2 separate regions of the Mus musculus genome follow, and region 1 is linked to region 2. A link is a contact called in public promoter capture Hi-C data. All regions are on one chromosome and are shown on one strand. The core of a region is the stretch at or near the end of the contact, and the rest is flanking DNA. Distances in the headings are between cores, read along the strand shown. Region 1 holds the start of Zfp112 (zinc finger protein 112). Region 2 holds the start of Smg9 (smg-9 homolog, nonsense mediated mRNA decay factor (C. elegans)).

Region 1 (6,792 bases), core at 1,876-4,375, 290 kb after region 2:
TGATGGATCAGCTGCTTCAAGTTCCTGACTTCCCCACAATGATGGACTATAACCTGGAACTCTAAGTTGAAATACATCTTTTTCTCTTTTAGGCTGCTGTTTATCAGAGTATTATCCTAACAGTTGCATCCAGTAACTGCTGATGTGGATGGGGTCCAGGCCACCACTGTATTCCTGTTCCATTTGTCCTCCCTGACTTTATTTCTCTCATTTCTTGACTGCTTCACTAAGGGAATCTATTATTTATTTATTTTTACTATTTCCTTCATTTTATCTCTCTCTCTCTTTTTTTAAAGATTTATTTATTATATGTAAGTACACTGTAGCTGTCTTCAGACACTCCAGAAGAGGGTGTCAGATTTCATTATGGATGGCTGTGAGCCACCATGTGGTTGCCGGGAATTGAACTCAGGACCTTCGGAAGAGCAGTCAGTGCTCCTTAACCTCTGAGCCGTCTGTCCAGCCCTCATTTTATCTCTTAACTTCTTACTCTAGCTCCAGAATTTCTGTTTCTGCTTAGCTGTTGATCTTGCATTGCAACAAACATGTCTTACTTTTCACAGTGTTTTAGTTTGTTAAAACTGAAAGAAGTTTTTTGTTCTGTTTTTTTTCAAGACAGGGTTTCTCTGTGTAGCCCTGGCTGTCCTGAAACTTTCCCTGTAGACCAGGCTGGCCTTGAAGTCAGAGATCCACCTGCCTCTGCCTCCTGAGTGCTGGGATTAAAGGTGTGTGCTACTACCACTCAGCTAAAGTTAAATTGTATTTACTTACTACCTGGCCACATACACACTTACACACATACATACAGCATGTGTATGGGAGGTGGTTCCCTCCTTTCACCACGTGGGTCTTGGGGATTGAACTCGGGGCAGCAGGCTTGGCAGCAGGCTCCTTTACCTGGAGCCGTTTCTAGGGCCCCCGGCATGTTTACTATCACCATTTTAATACTGCTTGTGAAATCCAGAAGTCTTTTTTTTTGGGGGTGGTGGTGGTGGTGTATGTGCTCTGCTATAGATAATAAAATCTCTACCTAAGAAAGATATACATTTTATGCTTTTTCTTTCACACAGGACTGGGGATTGAACCTAGGGCCAGGCACATGTTTGGGTTTTGTTGTTGTTGTTTGTTTTGTTTGTTTGTTTGTTTTGTTTTAATATACAGGTTGAGGACTTCAACAGTGCACTATATATATTAATTTTTATTTACTTTTAAGTATCTGCCTGCTTGTCTAGCTCCCTGGGAACTGGAGTTACAGGTAGCTACGAGTCACCTGTGGGTTCTGGGACTCGAACCTGGGGCCTCTGCAAGCAGAAACAATGCTGATTGTTAATCACCTCTCCATTCCCAATTCCACTGTTTTTTTTTTTTTTTTAAATCTATTTATTTGTGGGTGTGTGTATCTACAACAATTCTCTTCTTCCACCATATGAGTCCTAAGGATCAAATTCAGGACGTCAGGCTTGGTGGCAAGTGCCTTTGCAGGCTGAGCCATTTCAGTATGGCTAGTGCAAATACGATTGTAAAAAATGATTCTGTAGTGTTATCTGCAAATATGATTGTAGAAGTAACTGTAGCGTATACGATTAAGAAAATAAGTAGACTATAAAGAAATATAATTACCTAGGAACACAGGATATAATGATAATAATTTTATATTTTTTGGTACAATCAGTAAATTTTTAACCTATGTTCTAAAAAACAAATTTTATTTTTTTCCTTAAATAGAAGTGATAAAAATAATGATGACTCCACATCCAATAAAGCTCTTTTAAGAGTTATATTTATTAATTTGGATAGAACCCGTACAGCATTTAGTTTTAAATGTTTATATTTCATACTTATTCTTTATGTCCAAGCATTTCTCTATCCCGTCCAGAATTAATTAAAAAATATTAGGGTAACTTCATAAGTGGATCTGCTAATGAGTAAAGAGAGCCTCACTCCTCAGAACAGACAGATTGACAGAAGGATGCTAAGGTCTACCCCTGTGTATTAGTTACTTTTTGTTGCTGTGATCAAACACCATGAATAAGGTGTGGAAGAAAGCGTTTATTTTGGCTTTCAGTTCCATAATAGTAGGGACAGCATGGCAGGTGGCAGACTTGTCAACAGGAGCAAGAAGCTGAGAGCTCCCTTCTGAAACTCAAGCATAGCGAGCAAACACCTTGGAGGCTGACCCCGCCCCATGACGTATTTCTCCAGCAAGGCCACACCAGCCAAACCTCCAGAAACAGCACCCCGCCCTCTAAACTGTGGACCTGGCATCCAAAGGTTGGACCCTACGGGGTCATTTCTCATTCAAACGACTGCACCACTACCACGTTCTCTGATGCCTCTTTCCCCTGCAGCACTTTTTATATAAAGGATTAAGAAGACAACTTGCTCGGAGAAACCGGACTTCAGCTAACACCTCTCCCGGCCCCCGTAAGGCACAGTGGACACTGCACACAAAGCTGGGAACGATTGTCTCAACAAAAACAAAACAAGTCATTAAGGACTTTGATAATGGGGACAGGCTGGGTCCAGAGACCCTACAGCAGGAGCTCTGAGACCATCCGTGGGTCACTAAAGCGTCCAGCTTCTCTGAAATTGGAAAGCACCGATAGTAAATGTCCCATTTCCTACCGCGCGTCAGCAGTTTTGAGCCTTGCAGGAAACTCTAGATCACTCTTGGATAGGTACCAAGGCGTGGTGGAAAGCATGGAGGCAGAGATGGAGAGTCTGAACTCCACTGCTGGGAGATGGCATCGTGACCAGAGCTAGGGAGGCGGCTGGGGGTGCCCATCGCCCAGGAGACCCTCCATCCAGGTGACTGACAGCCCCGGGCCAGGCCTGAGTCAGTGTGTGCAATCGCAGCACACTCGGGCATGCTCTTCCAAAGTAAGTTCACGTTCTACCTTTCCGAGGCAGACTTCCTTACCCAGGATACAAGCCTGGTGGCTATCACCCAGGGCAACCTGAAAAGGATCGCTCACACTCGGGAGGGGTCAGTAAAGGGGAGGGCTCACCTTTCTGAAAGGAACGGAACAAGGCCTCACACACCTGGGGCGGAAGTGACTCTTCCCGCATAGGCAGCCAGGACTACACTTCCCAGAATTCCCGAAGGTTGCGGGGAGAACAGTCTCCTGCAGTCTCCTGCAGAGGATCTTGCACACTGAGGATTCCCAAACTACATTTCCCAACCGGAAGGATGGCCTCTCAGCCCCCCCCCCCCACCTGCAGCGGAAGTTATCTTATCATCCCGGGGATGGGAGGGTCATGAACTACATTTCCCAGAATTTTCAGAGTCCTTGCCTTCCCCGAGCGGAAGTGCCATGGAGTAAGGAAACCGGACTTCAGACTTTTGAAAGTCCTTGGCATACCCTAAGCCAAAAATCTTCGAACCACGATGCTTTCCCTGCTTTCTGTGGAAGATTGGGATAAACAGCGCTTTCCCCAGAGCACGTCAGGGACTGCTTGGGTCTACAGTTCACGGGATCTGCAGGGCCTGCCTTAACCCCAGCGGACCTCCCTTCCAGATCATTTGCATAGTCCTGAGTTTAGGGATTCCCCTTATTATTATTATTATTATTTTTTATATTTTTTATTAGGCATTTTCCTCATTTACATTTCCAATGCTATCCCAAAAGTCCCCCTCCCCCCACTCCCCTACTCACCCACTCCCCCTTTTTGGCCCTGGAGTTCCCCTGTACTGGGGCATATAAAGTTTGCATGTCCAATGGGCCTCTCTTTCCAGTGATGGCCGACTAGGCCATCTTTTGATACATATGCAGCTAGAGTCAAGAGCTCCGGGGTACTGGGTAGTTCATAATGTTGTTCCACCTATAGGGTTGCAGATCCCTTTAGCTCCTTGGCTACTTTCTCTAGCTCCTCCATTGGGAGCCCTGTGATCCATCCAATAGCTGATTGTGAGCATCCACTTCTGTGTTTGCTAGGCCCCGGCATAGTCTCACAAGAGACAGCTATATTAGGGTCCTTTCAGCAAAATCTTGCTAGTTTATGCAATGGTGTCAGGGTTTGGAGGCTGATTATGGGATGGGATTCCCCTTATTTAATTCTGCTGATTATCACTATTCACCTTCAGCTCTCCAACCTCCACTGTCTTTATAAAAATCTTGGAAAAGAAAAGCTTTTCAAACGTGACACTAGGACAAACTCAACGTAACTAATCCCCACCCAGTTCAAGAAGCAATTCTATAAAAAGCATGGAAGCAGGAATGCAGAAAAAGGTAAATCAAGTACAAAGGAACTGAATTAATAATTTTAAATATTTAATGTATGTGTGCGTGTGTGCACATGTGTGCTTGGGCACATGTATATGCACCATTGCGTGTAGTGCCCAAGAAAACTAGAAGAGGACGTCTGTTTCCCACCTCCCTCCCCCATAACTTGACTTTACAAACCCGTTAGCCAACTGACGTGGGTGCCGGGTCCTCTACAAAAGTGGTGCGTGCTTTTAACAGCAGAGTGAGCCCATCAACAACCTAAGTTTGGATTTTCAAAAAGGATTTATGTGTATGAATTTGCATGTATGTGGAAGACAGAGGGCAGCTTGCAAAAGTCAGTTCTTTCTCTCCCACCATGTGGGTCATGGGGATCAAAATCAGATGGTCAGGACTGAAAGCAAACATCCTTAGCTGCTGAGCCATCTCACCAGTTCAAAATAAAGCTATTTAGCAAATGATAGAAATTACTCAACCATTTGCTTAATCAGTAATCTATTTTATAGTATAACTCTTGGGACCCATCAACTATTACCTAGTAACTGTGGCAAGACATATGGGTTATTTATACATTTAACAAGGCTAAATAGCCAAAACCAGATGCACATGGGCATATACCCACAGTCACTTAGATCCTCCAAAGTCTTTAAACTTTCATCAATTCCACTGCCAAACAACCATTTTCAGCATTTACTAAACAATTTCCTTTGCTCAACCAAACCTTGACGTATTCAGAGGTCTAACTTGTAGCCATTTCCACTTCATATTAATTTATACCAGCATGGTTCCTTCAAGATTTCAAGTGACCACTGAAATTCATACACTTAAGCAGATGTTGGGGGGCACACACACTTTTTTTTTTTTTTTTTCTCGAGACAGGGTTTCTCTGTATAGCCTTGGCTGTCCTGGAACTCACTCTGTAGATCAGGCTGGCCTCGAACTCAGAAATCTGCCTGCTTCTGCTTCCCAAGTGCTGGGATTAAAGGTGTGTGCCACCACCACCCGGCGGGGTACACACTTTTAAGCCCAGCACTTGGAAGGCTGAGTCAGGCAGACCTCTGTGAGTTCAAATCCAACCTGATCTACATGGTGAGTTCCAAACCACCCATGGCTACAGGGAGATTCTGAATCAAAGAATGACCAAAACCCAGACAAACCAACCCAACATAAGTTCTTCTTTCTAACGCTGGTTTTGTATCTATAAATTAGTGGGGTGGGCAGCAAAGTCTATTTTATCCCAGACTTTCAAGCCTTCAACAAAGTCAAAGTGTGGAGAACCTTTGCTGTTTTCTTATCTGAATTCAGAATGATCCTGCTTCTGGACACAGCCCAGTTCAGAATGTCCCTCACTGCCAGGTATACTAAATTCTGTCAGAGGGCTCTTTAAGGCAGTGGTTCTCAACTTTTCTAATACAACCCCTCATGTTCTTTTTCTGGTGACCTCCCAACTGTTGAGGTTTGGTCTGTTGCTATGAATTGTAATACTAAATTCTGTACCTGAAGGTCTGGTTGCTTATGAGTGAGTCCTCACGTTTACCAGCTTTTGTTGTGCAAGCCTTGTTCCCTAATTTAAAACTATTGGTTAAATAGAAATGGCACAGCCAACTACTGGAGGGATGAGAGGTAGGTGGATTCTCAGTTACCTGGTTGGAGGTTGCAAAGGAGAGATAAAGAGTGGACACGGGTGGGATGGGGAGGAGGGGTGAGAAGGAAAGGAGATGGATCATGAGCACATGGTCAGGAGAAACAGCAAGTATTTGTGGTATACTACTGGGGACATAGCCAGGCCAGCAGTTAGAAAAATAGATTGGGGTAAACCATTTTCATTGCTACTTTATAACTTCACTATTATGAGTCATAAATGTGTTTTCCAATAGTCAGAGGTAACTCCCCTCCCCTGATGGAGGTCACGACTCACAGGTTGAGAACCACTTCTCTAGAGTCATCTCGTACCTTTAGCAGGTAGTACTCTCAGCTTCTTTCCCCTACTTCGGGGAATTCACGTCTAAGTTACAGGGCATGGTTTTCACTAGGTAGACTATGTCTTGCAGAAACCATGTTCATACAAATGAATGTAAAGCCAGACAAATTACAGATCAGAACTCTGATTTCAAGGTTTTGAAATTGTTTCAAAGGAATCTTCCCTGGCCCTTCATCTCAATTTTCAGTCTCCTTTAAAGAATGATCGTTCTAGCAGGGTGGTAACAAGCCTTTAATCCCAACACTCAGAAGGCAGAAGGCAGATCTTGCATCCTGGTCTACTTAGGCACACTTGCTTTTGCAGAGGACCTGGACTCAATTCCTAGCCCTCACAAGGGGTGGATCACAATGATCTGTGATTGTCTGAGGGTATATGATACTCTCTTCTGACTTACATGGGTACCAGGCATATGCATGATGCAAACATACCTGTGAGCAAAACACTTATACATGTAGGATGAGTATGCCTTTAAAAAAATTAGGCCATGTGTGGTAGTTCCGGCCTTTAATCCTAGCAATTGGAAGACAGAGATAGAGGCAGGTGGATCTTCAAGGCTATCAAGGCCAGTCTGATCAACAGAGTGAGTTA
Region 2 (6,427 bases), core at 14-2,513:
TTAACTGTTCTAATGCCTTTTCTCTTGAGGCATGGTGCATTCCACAACTTAATACTGTTTCCTCCTCCTCCTCACCTCTCCCTCTCAAACAGGGTCCTGCTCTGCAGTTCAGGCTGGTCTCAAACTCATGGCGACCCTCCTGTTTCTGGCTCCACACTACTGGAATTACATGTGTGAGCCGCCTTGTCCAGTTCTATTCACGTATTTTTCTAAGTGCTTCCTAGTCTACTTGCAGTCTTTTTTTTTTTTTTTTTAAGATTTATTATAATATATAAGTACACTGTAGCTGTCTTCAGACACACCAGAAGAGGGCATCTGATCTCATTACGGATGGTTGTGAGCCACCATGTGGTTGCTGGGATTTGAACTCATGATCTCTGGAAGAGCAGTCAGTGCTCTTAACCGCTGAACCATCTCTCTAGCCCCCCTTTTTAAAAATATTATTTATGTATTTATTTATATGAGTACACTGTAGCTGTCTTCAGATACACACCAGTAGAATGTGCATCAGATCCCATTACAGGTGGTTGTGATCCACCATGTGGTGGCTGAGAATTGAACTCAGGACCTATGGGAGAGCAGTCAGTGCTCTTAACCTCTGAGCCATCTCTCCAGCCCCTACTTGCAGTCTTATATGGAGCCTCCTTCCAATACTCAGGCATGAAGAACCTCAAAATCCAATTTCCATGGAAGGTGGCCCTAGGTGTATGTCGGCTTCTTTGGGACTGTGTCCAGAAATTTCCTCCCGATACTGTTAGAAGGCTCGTACCAGCACTACAGGGACACTTTACAGTGGCTATAGTTTCTATTAATTTATTTGTACCTCCAGCTAACGGCGCCGCAATTCCGAGACCTTCACGTTCCTACTCCCATTGGCCAGCCGCCCAGCGACCTTTTAACGGCAGGGCGGGGGCGGGGCTTGAATACGCCCCACCCCCAACCCCGCCCCGTCGGCGCGCCTGCCTCTCCCAGGCTCGGGGCGTCCCCCCTTCCCCTTACCTAGGGCAGCTGCTGATTAGTTCCTGGGTCGCAGCGCGCGCTCTGAGTGACGGGAGTGCAGCGTGGGCGGGGAAGGTCCTCCACAGCCACCTGCCGTGTAAATGGTGCCGGAAGGTCACAAGCCAGAGAATGAGAGAGGCCGAGAAAACGGGTGCCGGCTATTCCGGAACAGGCCTTGGCGTCCCGGAAGCTCCCAGAGGAGGAAGAAGAGGAAGCCACAGTACGCAGCCCAACGAGTCACGGCCTGCGCTGCTAGCTCGGCGCATGCGCCGCGGGCTGGGCGCGCAAGCGAACCCAACGTGCGCGTTAGACTGAGCATGCGTGAATGGAGGTGGCTGGCTTCAGCACGCATGCGGATTACGGAGGGGCGAGGGAGTATGTTGCTGCTGAGAAGGCGCGTGCGCATTGTTTCTCTGGGCGGGCCTGCTGTTTGGCTGGGTGGGCAGCTCTGGAGATTTCGAGTTCGAATCCCGGGTCTTCTGTAGTGTTGTCAGACCGATCGGGGTAGGGTACGGCGGAAGGGAGGAATTAACGTCCTTATCTGAGCAAGCACAAGACTGATTCAGCTGGCTGCAAGAAGCGATCTTGAAGGACTTTAAGGAAGAGCCCAGCTCCTCCAAGACAGAACATCTGTAGAGAAAGGTCTAGGCTTGGACCTGTGGCACGAGGTGGGCGGCAGAAGTGGGCGGATCGCAGGGCTACAGAAGGGGCAAACATTCAAAGGACTAGGGGCACAGCCTGAAGCAGCTGGAAGGCCACTGGGCAGAGGGTGCAGTCACCCAATGGAAAGACAGCTGAGAGGCAGAAGTTCCACCTCCCCTATTGCTTTTCCTTTCTTAAAGAAAAAAAACCGTGAGTCCATCAGCCTGACCTCAAACTTACCCTCCTGTGTCTGCCTCTTCAGCATAACCTACCTGTGTGTGCCGCCACAATCAGCTCTCTTGGTTATTTGTTTGTTTGTTTGTTTGTTTGTTTGTTTGTTTTGAGACAGGGTTTCTCTGTATAGCCCTGGCTGTCCTGGAACTCACTCTGTAGACCAGGCTGGTCTCAAACTCAGAAATCCGCCTGCCTCTGCCTCCCAAGTGCTGGGATTAAAGGCAGCTCTCTTGTTTTGAGGTGGGGTCTTACTGTGTAGACCAGGCTGGTCTAGAACTCAAAGAAACCCACCTGCCTTGGCCTCAGGACTGCTGGGCTCTCCCCACCCCCTCGGCTTTTCGTTATTCTCTCCCATTCTCTTCTGTACTGAGAAAAGAGAGAGGGCCTTGCTATGTAGGATGTGCTCTACCACTGATCTGCATTTCAAGACACAAGCACACATGCGTGCTTGTCCCCAGAGCTGATCTCCATGTCAGCCTAACTCAAACAGCATCGCCTCCCTCCATGCCCCCGCCAAGCTCTTCTCTGTTCTCCTATGGGCACCTAGCTGCCAAGACTTAAAGTTTGCCTTCCCTTCGGCTTTTCTTTCAAATTTGAAAAAAAAAAAAATGTTCCTTGGAGTGCTGATAGAGGCACACTCCACGGGATTAAACCTAGAGCCCCATGCATGTTATGCATGCTAGGTAAGCACACTGCTGCCTGGGCCACATGGCCAGCTTATAAAGGATGGATATATATATAGTGAGTACACTGTAGCTGTCATCAGACACACCAGAAGAGGGCATCAGATCCCATTACAGATGGTTGTGAGCCACCATGTGGTTGCTGGGAATCGAACTCAGGACCTCTGGAAGAGCAGCCAGTGCTCTTAACCGCTGAGCCTTCTCTCCAGCCCGTGAAGAATTTTTTTATTGTTGAAGCCTGGAGACAGAAAGCACGAGTTTTTCATATTCAAGGTAACCATCAGGGCAGTGATTGGTTGGAGGGCTGTTTATGAAGAGTGCTCAATGCCACCAGATTCACTGAGTTATAAGCGGGATGTGTGCCCTCTAGGATGTGTGCGCACACATGCAGCAATGCACATTTGGATGCCAGAGGAGTCAGCAAGAATCAGCACTGTCCTTCTATCCCATGGGTCCCAAGCGCCTTTACCCAGCAGGCCACCTCACTGGGCCTTTAGTTAAGGTTTCAGCATTCATACATTTGAGGTAGGGTATTGGGGACTGAATTTAAGTAGGCTTGTTAAGCTCCCTACCACAGAGCCTTAGCCCAGCCCTCCGCTTACATGTTTTAAAGATTTCATTTTCTTTTATATGTATGAGTGCTTTGTAAGTATGATTGAGCACCACGTGCCTGCCTGGTGGCTGCCAAGGCCAGAAGAGAGTGTTGGATCCCCTGGAACTAGAGCAACAGAAGGTTGAGAGCTGCCATGTGGGTGCTGGGAATTGAACCCCTGTCCTCTGTAAGAGCAGCCAGTGCTGTTGACTACTGAACCATCTCTATTTTATTTTATTTTATTTTATTTTATTTTATTTTATTTTATTTGTGAGACTGAGTCTCAGTAAATTCCCCTTGAACTTCCTCCATAAGAGGCCTCTTCTGTCCTCCCGAGGCACAGCATGCATGTTATATATATATATATATATATATATATATATACACACATATATATAGTATATATACTATATATACATATAATATATATTTATATATATACACAAAGCATACATGTTAAATATATACATCATCATGTATACATCACACACACACATACATATATAGAGAGACACTAATATCGACCTCTGGCCTCCTCATGCACATACGGGTGAGTGCACTCATCTGCATACATGCCGCAAAGTGGGCAGAGGAGGGATTTGGCATTGTCCTTGGGCCACCGGCACCAGGCTCTGCTTCCCTGTAACTTCTATCTCTCGATAAAGCCTCCTCCCTCACTTAACAGATGCAGAAAGATGATAAGAAGACAGGAGATGCGCCTGAAGGCCCCATGCTTAGGGAGCAGCAGAGCCTGGCCCGAAAGGCAGGCTTGGCTCACTGCATGCCCTTCTCGCAGTTCTCCGTGAGGGTCAGCAGTCACCCTCCCCAGAAACCAGCTGAACTGAACTTAGCAGTTAGCAGCTCAGGCTCTTAACAGTTTTCTGCTGCTGTACGCATACGCACTCTGAATATTCCTTCTTATAAACATTCCTGTGTATACTTGATGACATGTGCTTGAGAGGATTATCTTTTTAATTAAACTATTTTGTGTGTTTATGTGTTTTGCCTGCTTGTGTGTAAATGCACCATGAGTGTGCCTGGTTCCTGTGGAGGGCAGGAAAGGGCATCAGATCCAGTGGGACTGGAGTCACAGCATTTGTTGGGAGGTGGACGCAGACATATCCTGGGTGCTGCCAACTGGGTGAGCTCCTTTAGTGAGATAGCCTGCCTCAAGGCAATGAGGTGGCAAGCAATAGGAGAAGACACAAAGCATCGCTGTGTGCACAGGTGTGTGCGTGCTCAGGTGTGTGCGTGCACAGGTGTGTGCGTGCTCAGGTGTGTGCGTGCACAAGTGTGTGCGTGCTCAGGTATGTTCATCCAGATTCACATGCATGCACCCCCCACCCACACACAGAGTCTGACATTGTGACTACAGTTACAGTAAATCCTACATTTGAAACAGCTAAGAAAACAGACTATTCTCACTGAATAATAACACAAAATAGATCAGGTAAAAGACTGATGTTAGAAGCAAACAGTTAGGAGATAAGAGAGGGTAGGGGAGTCAACTTTATTTAAGTGCTGGCATTTAGAGGAAGTACTGACCCCAGGCTCCTGTCTTGGGGAACCCTGGGACACACGGAAACTACTATGGAGCCCCAGCTAGCCTGGAACTCCTGAGATCTGCCTGCCTGTGTTTCTGAGGTGCTGGGTTTTAAGGTGTGAGCCACCTCACCCCCACAATGAGGTTTTCTGAAGAGGGAATGATGGTGCAGGGAGACAGTGGACAGGACGGGCACACTAAGCTGGGTTTCTGCTCCCAGAATGTCTCCTTTTCTCTTTGTGGAAGCTCAAACTGGACTTAGGCCTCTGAGGGCCTCTCTCTGTCTGTCTCTATCTCTCTGTCTCTCCTCTCTCAATGGTCTCGTTACTTTTTTTACATTCTAAACTGCGTAGCAATTTGCATATTTTGTGTTAGTACATGGGCTCTGATGCCATCTGAGGGTCAGCAGGTTTTCCAGAATTCTATAAACCTGAGGAAGGATTTTTTAGTAGCTAACATCTTAGTCATTTACTTTTCTTTAGAATTTAAAATGCTGGACCAAAACAAAGGAACATAATCCTTGTAAAAGGCTCAGTGAGAGACAAGTGCTTGTTCAGAGTCTCTGTAACCCAGGCTGGATTTGAACTCAGTTTGTACCCAAGGATGACCATAAACTGCTGATCCTCCTGCCTCCACCTCCCAAGTACTAGCATCATAGGTATGTACCACCATGCCTGGCTAGGAGGCAGCTTTCAAAGGCTCAAGGAAGGAGACTTAACTATTGCAACAGGACAGAATGAGTTTCATAAGTTTCCAAATGAATGAATGTACTATAGTTCTGCCCTGTATATACCAAAACATTGTGTTGGGACTGGTGAGATGGTTCGGCGGGTAAAGGTTCTGGCTGCTAGGCCTAATGAGCTGAGCTTGATCCTCTGCCTTCCATAGGTATGCATGCCTGTCCCCAAGAGTTGGGGGTTGGACTAGCCATGGAGGTGGCTAGAGGCCATCAGAGCAGCGAGAGGAAAAGGGGAACAGCAATATTTAGAATGGGCTTCCCTTTTCAAAAAAATTTCCATTTATTTGTTGCATGGGCATAGGGAAATATGGAGTAGGGATGTGAATGTGGGTACCTCAGCACACATGTGGGGAGATCAGGGGATAACATCAGGTTTCTGAGACAGAAGTCAGCTCCGATATCGCCTTCCTGAGTCACGGTAAGGATTTATGACATCCGGCTGTTAATGAGAACAAGGCTTAGCCTGTTCTGTGCCTTATTTATTGCTGTTTCTACTTTAAGACAATATTTTCCTAGTGAACCACCAGATGCCTCAGTGGTTGCCCGGAGGGTACAGGTGAGAGACATGAGCAAGTCAGGACTGAGGGGGAGACTTGGGTATGCACTGGGTTTTCTATCATGTGACCAGTAGTGAGGCGCAAGGGTGAAACCGTTGCTGGGCGCCTGGGGCAGAAAGGCCTGCAGCCAAGCAGGGCATGGGGAAGCTCCTGGGCCTGCCTAGGCAGGACGCCCCTGGATGACTCGGGAAGATAGCGATGCTGATTGAGAGGTCTGAAGAGTTGGAACACAGCTGCAAAGTTGAGCAGAGGTATGGAGGGCAAACGGAAGCATGACTCAAGGGTGACAGACAGTTATCTTAGGGATCCACCGAGCAACGTAATGGCTACAGATGATAACTGCACAGGAAATGTGTGGAGTTTGCTGAGAGAAACTTCAGAGGTTCTCACGACACAAGAATGTAGGTGCCAAGGTAGTGCATATGGGCACAAGTAAGC

Evidence for each region. Capture Hi-C pulls out chosen DNA fragments and counts their contacts.
Region 1: a promoter capture Hi-C map of pancreatic islet shows a contact between it and region 2. The contact joins the promoter of Zfp112 here to the promoter of Smg9 in region 2. A contact is called at or near these places in 4 of 39 promoter capture datasets (embryonic stem cells, liver and stem cell-derived epiblast-like cells) and 4 of 9 other capture datasets (adipose tissue, embryonic stem cells, liver and 1 more).

Annotation. Positions count from the first base shown.
Region 1 is chr7:24,108,653-24,115,444 of GRCm38.p6, reverse strand. It overlaps Zfp112 (zinc finger protein 112), which reads right to left and starts at 3,125. Exons shown (of 5, transcript NM_021307.2): 1 at 3,009-3,125.
Region 2 is chr7:24,394,464-24,400,890 of GRCm38.p6, reverse strand. Smg9 (smg-9 homolog, nonsense mediated mRNA decay factor (C. elegans)) reads right to left here and starts at 1,263. Exons shown (of 14, transcript NM_028047.2): 1 at 1,000-1,263.